Linked DNA regions of Gossypium hirsutum: region 2 is linked to region 1. The links are chromatin contacts, called in public Hi-C maps. All regions are on one chromosome and are shown on one strand. The core of a region is the stretch at or near the end of the contact, and the rest is flanking DNA. Distances in the headings are between cores, read along the strand shown.

Region 1 (4,513 bases), core at 584-3,083:
TTTTAGTTCTCTTTTATTTTTCATTTGATTGGTTCGGGCCAATTGTTATATCTGGGCCTCTATTTCGTTTGTTTCTCCTTTTGCTTTATGTTTTTTGTATTATTGGTTTATTATAATAAAGCCCAACCTGATTATTAGCTTAAAAAAATATAAATTTTGGTTCGATTAACGGTTAAAGATTTTTTATATTTCGGATAATTCGGTTAATAGTAATTCGATTTGAGTATTAATTGAACTAACTTTTTGAACACCCCTAGTGAGTGGATAGAACAAGGAGCCTTTCCAGATTCCCTTGACGACAATTTGATTGTGCTTATGTTGAAGAAGGATAATCCAACACAAATTCAAGAATTCCACCTTATTGCATTATGTAATGTGATTTACAAAATTGGTTAAAGTGATTGTTTGAAAAGTTAGTATTTAAAATTGAATATGTAGAATATAAGATATTAAATGATGTCGTCACAAGGAGTAAATATGCGCTATACTTTTTTTTTCTTAATCGAGGTTGTCTCACTAAGTTTTTTTTTGAGTAATGTACTTTAGGACTCTAAGAGTCATTAGAAATTATACTTTTTATGTCTATAAATAGACTTTACAGGAATTTTGTAAACAGCCAAATTGATCAATAAAATTCAAAGTTCTTTTGATGCCTCTATTTCTTTTATTCTTTGTTTTGCTTATTATTTATTTCATAAATCACAACTTTTTCCTTATATTTTATACTTGAATTTCCATTCAAATAATAACTCTATTTTAAAATTAGTGCAACTTTTTTAATTAATAATTACAAATTAAATTATAATTATTTTTAAATGTGAATTTAATAATATGATAAAAATATTTTCATCAGTTAATTTTTTTTTCAAACTCATACTTTTATATATATATATTATAAATAGATTATAGAATTGACATTAATATCATTATAAAAATAATAAACCAAATTACATTTTTAATATGTAAATAATGAAAAAAAAAACTAAAACCACAATTATACCATATTTTATTTATATCAACCAATCGCTTTCAAATATTGGCAGCCAGTAGACATGTATTTGCCATGTATTTGCCATTTGCCAAATTAGAAGTTAGGGTAAACTATAAAAATAGTCATTTTTATTTGCCTCAAGTTATATTTTAGTCACTTATGTTATTATTTTGTTACGAAGTGATCACTCTTCCGTTAAGTTCCGTTATCTCCCTAACGGTAATCCTACGGGGCAGTCCAATTAGATTTTATAGTCAATGAAAGTTGGTAATATTGTAAAGTTGTTTTTAATACTCGGTTTTATAACAAGCAAACATCTGGAACAAGAAAGTTCAAAGTTCGCCCTCAATGTTTGCACATTTTTGAATGTAAGTCCTTATACAATTTACATTTGTAACCCAGAGGATGTATGAGTATATCTATTAATACATACTTTATCCGACTAAATTATCTGTTAATAGTAAATGAAATGTATAATTTAGCCGAATAAAGTATGTATTAACAGATGAGCTTAAAATATAGTTGGATTGCCACGTAAGATTACCGTTAGGGAGATAACGAAACTTAACGGAAGAATGATCACTTCGTAACAAAATAATAACATAAGTGACTAAAATGTAATATTTCAAATACAAATAACTAAAATATAACTTGGGACAAATAAAAATAACTATTTTTATAGTTTGAGTTCTCGCCCCAAAAATTCATTTTCGAATTTCAACTCGCATAACAAAAGGCGCTTGAAAAAAAGCTGCTAATATTCCACGTCATCGATCCGCGTCAGCTATTCTTATCTCCACCCTTGATTTTAACTAATCGACGGCCGAAATTCATTATCATTAATATCACGCGGATCGGTCTACCAATACAACACTCCGCACTTCTCCTATAAATACGTCGACTATTTTAGATTATACCACAAGTTTTCAATATATCTTCACAGAAGTTCTATCGATTTCAGTTTAGCATTCATAATGTCAGGAAGAGGAAAGGGAGGCAAGGGTTTGGGTAAGGGAGGAGCGAAGCGTCACCGTAAGGTCCTCCGTGATAATATCCAGGGAATTACGAAGCCGGCTATTCGGCGTTTGGCTCGTAGGGGAGGCGTCAAGCGTATCAGCGGCTTGATCTACGAAGAAACCCGTGGTGTTCTTAAGATCTTCCTGGAGAACGTGATTCGTGACGCTGTCACCTACACAGAGCACGCGAGGAGAAAGACTGTGACTGCTATGGATGTGGTTTATGCACTCAAGAGGCAGGGCAGGACTTTGTATGGATTCGGTGGTTAAATGTGATTTAGGGTTTAGGTTTTAGAATGGTGGTGTCTTAGGGGGGATTTGAAGTCTTGCTGTCAAGAATGTTTGACCTTTGGGTTAGGGATTGTAATTAGGGGGTGTTTACCCGTTTGTTTGTTTTGTGGGTTGTGTAATTCGTGCTTCGAATTGCAGATTTCAATGAAATTTTAACTTCATTTTGTTAATTTGTATGTCTTACTTATTTTGAATTTAATTTATTTCTGGTTTACGGTGTTTTGATGAGGAGATTGGCAAAAGGAAAATGAAGTCTGCAAAATTTAGGAGCTAAAGAAAGCTGAAAGCGTATATGAAAGTCATCTTGATGCTCTAATTTGCTCATTCGATAGTTTAAATTTTACTGTCAAGAATGTTCGAACTTAGGGGTTTTTATTTTGGATTATACGAAGTTATAAGTTGGTATCTGTTGATTGCTTCTGTGTTTTGTAACTCATGCTTCGAGTTGCAGATTTGAATGATATTTGAACTTCGTTTTGTTTACTTTAATGTGTTTCTGGTTTTGAATTTACTTATTTTCTGGTTTATGGGGTTTGAAGAAGATATTGGAAAATTAAAATTGTTGATCTGCTTTGGCTTTATCAAGAGCTTACGAGTTAACAGACTGAGGGTACACCACACTAGTAGGATGTTGTCTAATATTGTTGAGTTCACATAGAACACTTTGACACCCAACAGATAGTACTACAGAACCATGACAAGTTGATAGTTTGCCTAAAGTTTAATTTAACCCCATAGCCTATAGCATATAGGTCACTATAGGTCAATGATGGGAGGCATGCTGCACATTGAGCATCCACGGAAGTTCTGATCTTGATCCTCTAAATGTTAATACAATTACTGTATAATCATTCAGCTTTATGCTTTATAGATTTAGTTGCAGGAGAATACCGCGGCCCGGTTGTGCATCTTCCAATGCATTTGAGCACCTCATCGATCAGAATGACTGGAAAAGCAACTGCCAATACCAGCAACCATTCGTTGAGGCTGAGGGGAACAATCCCAAACACTTGAGCAAGGAATGGCACGTAGAGAATCAAGAAATGGAGTCCAAACGAAATTGACATAGCCAAAAGGAGCCATGGATTAACCCAAGGAGGCATTGTCAATAAGCTTCCATCTTCAGAGAGGGCGTTAAGGGAATTGAACATCTCAATAGAGACCAAGACTGAGAGGGAAAGTGTTGAGGCTTTGATTTTCCCGGATCTAAAGTAGTCGCAGGGGTTTGTATCGAAATTGAATACTTGGGGACCGGCTGTGAACGGAGATGCTGTGAAATTTACCCAGGAAGGGCATTTATCCCAGTTGGAAAGTTGAGAGTAAGTAACCAGACTATGGCCATCTCCACTAAGATCAATGCCCATGAAGGTATTGTGTGTGTACCATATGATGAATACCCCAACCGTGGCCAACCCGACATAGGACCCAATCACCTGCATCAATGGAGGTAGCAAGTTAAGTAGAACCTTAAGCAGTCAACAAGAAGAATAAATGACTTTTCTACTGATTATGGTTCGAGAAATAAAGGAGAAGATGCAATGTTGTCAAGGGCAGTTTGGCACCAAAACCTTTATATTGCCTCAAGTGTAAAGCGCAAAAAAAAGTGCTAGGCTTGGCATGCATGATTTCATTATGGTCCATGACTATAGTCAAATACTTGGATATTGACAAAAAAACAGACCTAAGTGCACTAGGAATGCGCCTGCTCAGATACACCTCACCCGCAAGGGTCTGAGGTACTTTTGTTGTCAATTGCTAAGGCACTAGATACAAGCATGCCTAGGCGCATGCATTGACAACATTGAGAAAAGAACCAATTACCAGGTAGCGGAATAAGATCCAAGCAGTGATTAATGAGTCATTGCTTCTTCTTGGAGGCTTCTTCATTATATCTGTGTCTTGGGGATTGAATCCAAGAGCAGTTGCTGGAGGTCCATCAGTAACAAGATTAACCCAGAGAAGTTGAACTGGGATCATGCCTTCTGGAATACCCAAAGCAGCTGTTAAGAATATGGAAGCAACCTCACCAATGTTGGAGGAGATCATGTACCTGCAATTATATTTTAAGTAGAAAAATGTTGAGATCGAATATTTTGGGAAGAAAAGAAAAAAGGAATGAAAGATAAGATCAAACGAATGTGCTTCATTGAAAGATAAGATCAAACGAATGTGCTTCATTGAAAGATAAGATCAAACGAATGTGCTTCATTGAGTT
Region 2 (4,513 bases), core at 1,347-3,846, 230 kb after region 1:
CAGTGACCTTCGCTACACGAAGTAGAGAAAGTTCAGCTTTTAATTCCTTGAGCTGGCTCCGTCTTTGATTTGTCCCTTAGCTCGTGCACCTTAATCATTGCTATAAACAACCCCCAAAAAAATGTAAAGAAGAAATTAACAAAACTATCATTAAACAATTGATGTAAACGAAAATTTAAGAATAAAATTAAAAATGGGTTTTTCATTGTTATTATTGTCATTATCATTACCCATGAGTGGCTGCCTCTTTCTCCCTTTGTGGTGATGAAGGTCCGGAGAGTGCAAAGTTGAAAGTTGATAACTTTCGCGCTTTTAATGTCAGTTTGCCAATAAACCCTAATTTGGTAAAGCGTGTGAAAGGCCTTGTTTCATTTTTCATGGGCCAATAATTGAAACATTTTGAGCTTGTGAAAGCCCAATCTTATTTTGTTTATGAAAAAAAAATAAACCAATGTTTTTGAAATTAGATAGATAATTGAATCGATCATATCACTGATTTCTAAGTCAGCCTGTTCAAATAAAATAAATTACTAAATATTAAAAATTATAAAAATCGAACCAACTAATTTTTTAGCTAAACTCAACTGGCCCATATTGGTTTATGGGACCGGTTTTTGCCTCTCTTTAGACTAATACCCCATCAACTCCCATTTTGACTTATCAGTTTAGTTCGGTTCATACAACATTGAGCTAAACTCCTTAGATTTAAGTTGTTCATACAATAAGTATACATATATTTGACATTTGATTCACGTGTTACAAATGAGCTCCATGCTAAATCCAATGTAGTATTTAACATCTAAGCTAATAATAGGGCAATGGAAGAACCTAAATGACATGATACTAGTACTTTAAAGACTCAATTAATTAGAAAATTGTGAAGTTTAGATATTAATTTAGAATTTAAGCAATTGGTTGAGAATGTCTAATAAAATTAATAAGGCTATAAATGAACAGAGTATTCGATAAACAATTTGATTTCTATTTGTTTATATTCATTTATCAAGCAAACATTAACCATACATATTTATGCACGTTTATTAAATGAACCAAACACGAATAAGATATATTTATGTTCACGAACAAATTTATTCATAATCGTTTAAAATTCATTTAATAAATTATTTAAAGTTTGCTTGAAACTCGTTTATTGGACAATTATTATTTTAAAAGAAAGATATTTAGTAGAGTGCGTAAATTCAATCATTGCTTTTTAAGCTATCCACTGAAGTGAGTTCAATAATTAATTCTTCGCATTTTATAGAGGATTAAAAGAAAAGAAAGTTAGTTAGCTACTCTTAATCTGCCCACTAATTAAAGCCCCCCACAGCTTTAAACGCGTGATTATTTATTTATTCATAAAGTAAAGGTTTGACTTAGGGAGATGCATAGAATTGCCATGGATAACCTTACATCCGATACTTTAAATATTTATTTTTTCTACATATTTAGATATATAATAATTCGTATTTGTACTTGTATTCATGTATAACAATTATAGTGATTTATGTATGTGTATGTGATTTGTTTGTGCAGTTTTTTCATGCTTAGTTTTTCATGGAAAGTTTAGGATCCTTGATTTAAAAAAAAAAACAAATTTTATATACAAATTAATTAATGGTTTTTGTTAGTTTCATTAATTATTTGTCAAAAAGAAAAACATCATTTTAAATCCCCAAAATGATATGGTAATGATGCAAGTTATGTTATTGATGTTTTGTGAGGAATTACTCATTGTTTTATGAGTCCCCACCAAAAAAAAAAACACTTTTTTGAAATCAACAAGTTGTAATTTGTGGGGGTTTATCTTTCATGTGAACAAAACTAAAGAAAAAGCTTCTTTTCCATATTATATATATGAGCTTCAAAGTTGAAAGTAATTCACACCATGTCTTAAGACTCAATGGTTAGGGTTTAAAAGTGTTTGGAGTCTTGTGCTAACAATGTAGTAAGCTATCAATAATGGAGTAGTATCTTGGAATCTTTTTTAAGGCTTAACTATAAAATTAGCCTCTAAATCATATCGTTTTTCTTGTTTAGATATTTAAAGTTTTTTTTAGTCAAATGTGATATTTAAATTATCAATTTAGTCTCATTTAATCTAAAAAATATACTACATCTAATAAAAATACAGCACGTGTTTAGTATTTGATTAATTTAGAGTAAAATAAGACAAAATTAAATCTTCATATATTACATTTCATAAAAAAAATTACTTAGTGAAGAAAGTGATATATTGTGAGAGTTTAGAGCTTGGCATAAGCCCTTATGATCAACCATGAAATGATCTAATTTAATTAGTCCAGCGACAATTCACATAATAGGCATACAAACATTTCAAGACAGACAATGGGATTACATAGGTAGAAATATAGAGATAGGGGAATTAAAAAGCATATCCTAGAATATGCAGATTGCAAAGGCAGCTAAGTAAGTTGATAACAAAAGTGGTGGACACTAAATGCTGTAATCAATGTGCAATTGATTGATGATGGAACTTGGGTTTGCCATGTAAAAGGGGACCCTTGTGATGGGAAAGTGGCATAATCATTACAATCAATCTTCATCTTACACTGTGGCTTCATAATTGTGAGCAGTTCATAACAGTAGCTCTATATTAACACACGAATGCAAGAATATGTAGATGAATTGATCCAAATTCCATCATGTTTTTGCTATCTCCATTAACCGTTCTCTCTTCTTCATTTGAAGATCATTGTAATGATTTCTACATCCTTATTGGGTGGTTTCAAAGAGCTATATAGCCCAACAAATAAGCCGATCATATATGAAGCTAGCTAGTTGGTTTCAAAAACTATAACCCCCAATAGTATTAGTGGGACTAATCATTTCATACAAAGTTGAGTAACATTAAAATAATGTCTGAAGTTAATCACAACTTTGAAGGTCCAAGTTTCAATCACGTTTCCGGATGTATATGATTAAATAACAAAAACTTTCAATGTGGGACCAACGTCCCTCTCTATCCCTTAATCTCACCTGCTTTAAAACTAAGATTAATTTGCCCTCTAACTCTATTAGCTTTTCTTTCTCCAAACATGAAAGGAATGGATATTTTCTGTGCATCTCAAGCTTCAACAGCCATCTGCTCTAGCTTGGACCATCGTTCCATGGTCCGTCGAGGCCACAGACCACTCGACCGGCAACGTTCGAAGCCTTATGCACCTATAGTTCCAGGGCTGCCTCACCATGAAAAGAGTAGAAAGAGCTCTGCTAAGCCGAGTGATGTACGTCGAAAAAGCTCAGCTGATATTCATGATCTCAACAGTCCTCCTGGTTCCTCTAGGTATCTCCTAAGTGATACACCCTTTGTAGATTGGTTATCAGACTCCGATCACGTCTCACCGGCGGTTCCGTCTCGTGGTGTAAGCACCGAAGATTCTCTGGCTTTAAAATCATCTTCGTCGGCTCGGTCTCAGGACCAGGTTAGTGTTTGATCGTTGTTCTTTGCTTTGATCATAAGAAACAGCAATTAAGTTGTGGTTCAAAACAATAGCAGGTAGTGGTGTTGAGGGTGTCAATCCATTGCAAAGGATGTGAAGGAAAAGTAAGAAAACATATTTCAAAAATGGAAGGTAACTAACTAAGCCAAAATGGGCTACATTTATTAGTTAATTTATGCACGAAACTTAAAGGCATGGGGTTATTTTTGTTTTGTGCAAAATTGTTAATTGCAGGAGTGACATCCTTCAGTATAGATTTGGCCACAAAGAAAGTGACAGTAATTGGTGATGTAACTCCCTCAAATGTGCTAGCAAGCGTTTCCAGGGTAAAAAATGCACAGTTCTGGCCATCTGCAACTGTAGCAGCAGCACCTCCATTGCTCAAAACTCCATTGCAGATAAAAAACAAAAAGCAGGACTAGGGTTTTTTCCTTTCCAAAAAAAACAAGAGTGTGTTTTCCCTTGTCTAGTTGCGTGCTTAGATACTAATTAACATTTGAGTTTTAATGTAAACAAATCAAATGTAAGCTTTTTGGGGGATTATTGTCAGAACATTTTCGTTTCTTTTAAGAGCCAATTGTTAAAGATGAAATTTGGTGTACTTATGCTTTCTGATCATCTTCAAATCATCACAAATATTCCCCTTTTTTCTATACCCTTTCGCTCTCCGATAATAGGGAAAGGATTGTACGAAACAGTGACGCCACATCATTTGTATCCCTTTTCAATAGTTTTATGTCACATCAATATTCTTATCCTGAATTTCAGAAGTTTATCCTGAATTTCAGTATTTTAATTTGGATTTGATTTTTTTAATGATAAAATCCTAAAATTCAGGATAAGAATACTGATGTGGCATAAAACTATTGGAAAGAGATACAGATGATATGGCATCACTGTTTCATACAATCCTTTCTCCCGATAATAAGTAGAGAAGGGATGGTATAAAATTGTGAATCTACATTATTAGAAAGGGATAAGGATAGAGGGAAAATTATAATTTCATACAATCACTTCTCTACATAACATAGTTGGGCCTCCATGATTAA

Evidence for each region. Hi-C and Micro-C count contacts between places; a contact is called where the count stands out from the background.
Region 2: a Hi-C map of leaf shows a contact between it and region 1, with 1.9 times the contacts expected there. The contact joins the promoter of LOC107887989 here to the promoter of LOC107885954 in region 1. A contact is called at or near these places in 2 of 34 Hi-C or Micro-C datasets (leaf and seedling).

What each region holds. Positions count from the first base shown.
Region 1 is chrA03:7,399,788-7,404,300 of Gossypium_hirsutum_v2.1, forward strand. LOC107885954 (histone H4) reads left to right here and starts at 1,834. Exons shown (of 1, transcript XM_016809720.2): 1 at 1,834-2,468. The coding sequence starts at 1,966. The coding sequence ends at 2,277. It overlaps LOC107885955 (calcium-transporting ATPase 1, endoplasmic reticulum-type), which reads right to left. Exons shown (of 9, transcript XM_041107247.1): 8 at 4,120-4,348; 9 at 2,844-3,731. The coding sequence ends at 3,147. It overlaps LOC107885956 (a long non-coding RNA gene), which reads right to left and starts at 50. Exons shown (of 2, transcript XR_001680592.2): 1 at 1-50.
Region 2 is chrA03:7,631,600-7,636,112 of Gossypium_hirsutum_v2.1, forward strand. LOC107887989 (protein SODIUM POTASSIUM ROOT DEFECTIVE 2) reads left to right here and starts at 2,597. Exons shown (of 3, transcript XM_016812186.2): 1 at 2,597-3,446; 2 at 3,521-3,596; 3 at 3,699-4,056. The coding sequence starts at 3,060. The coding sequence ends at 3,886. It also overlaps the pseudogene LOC107887529.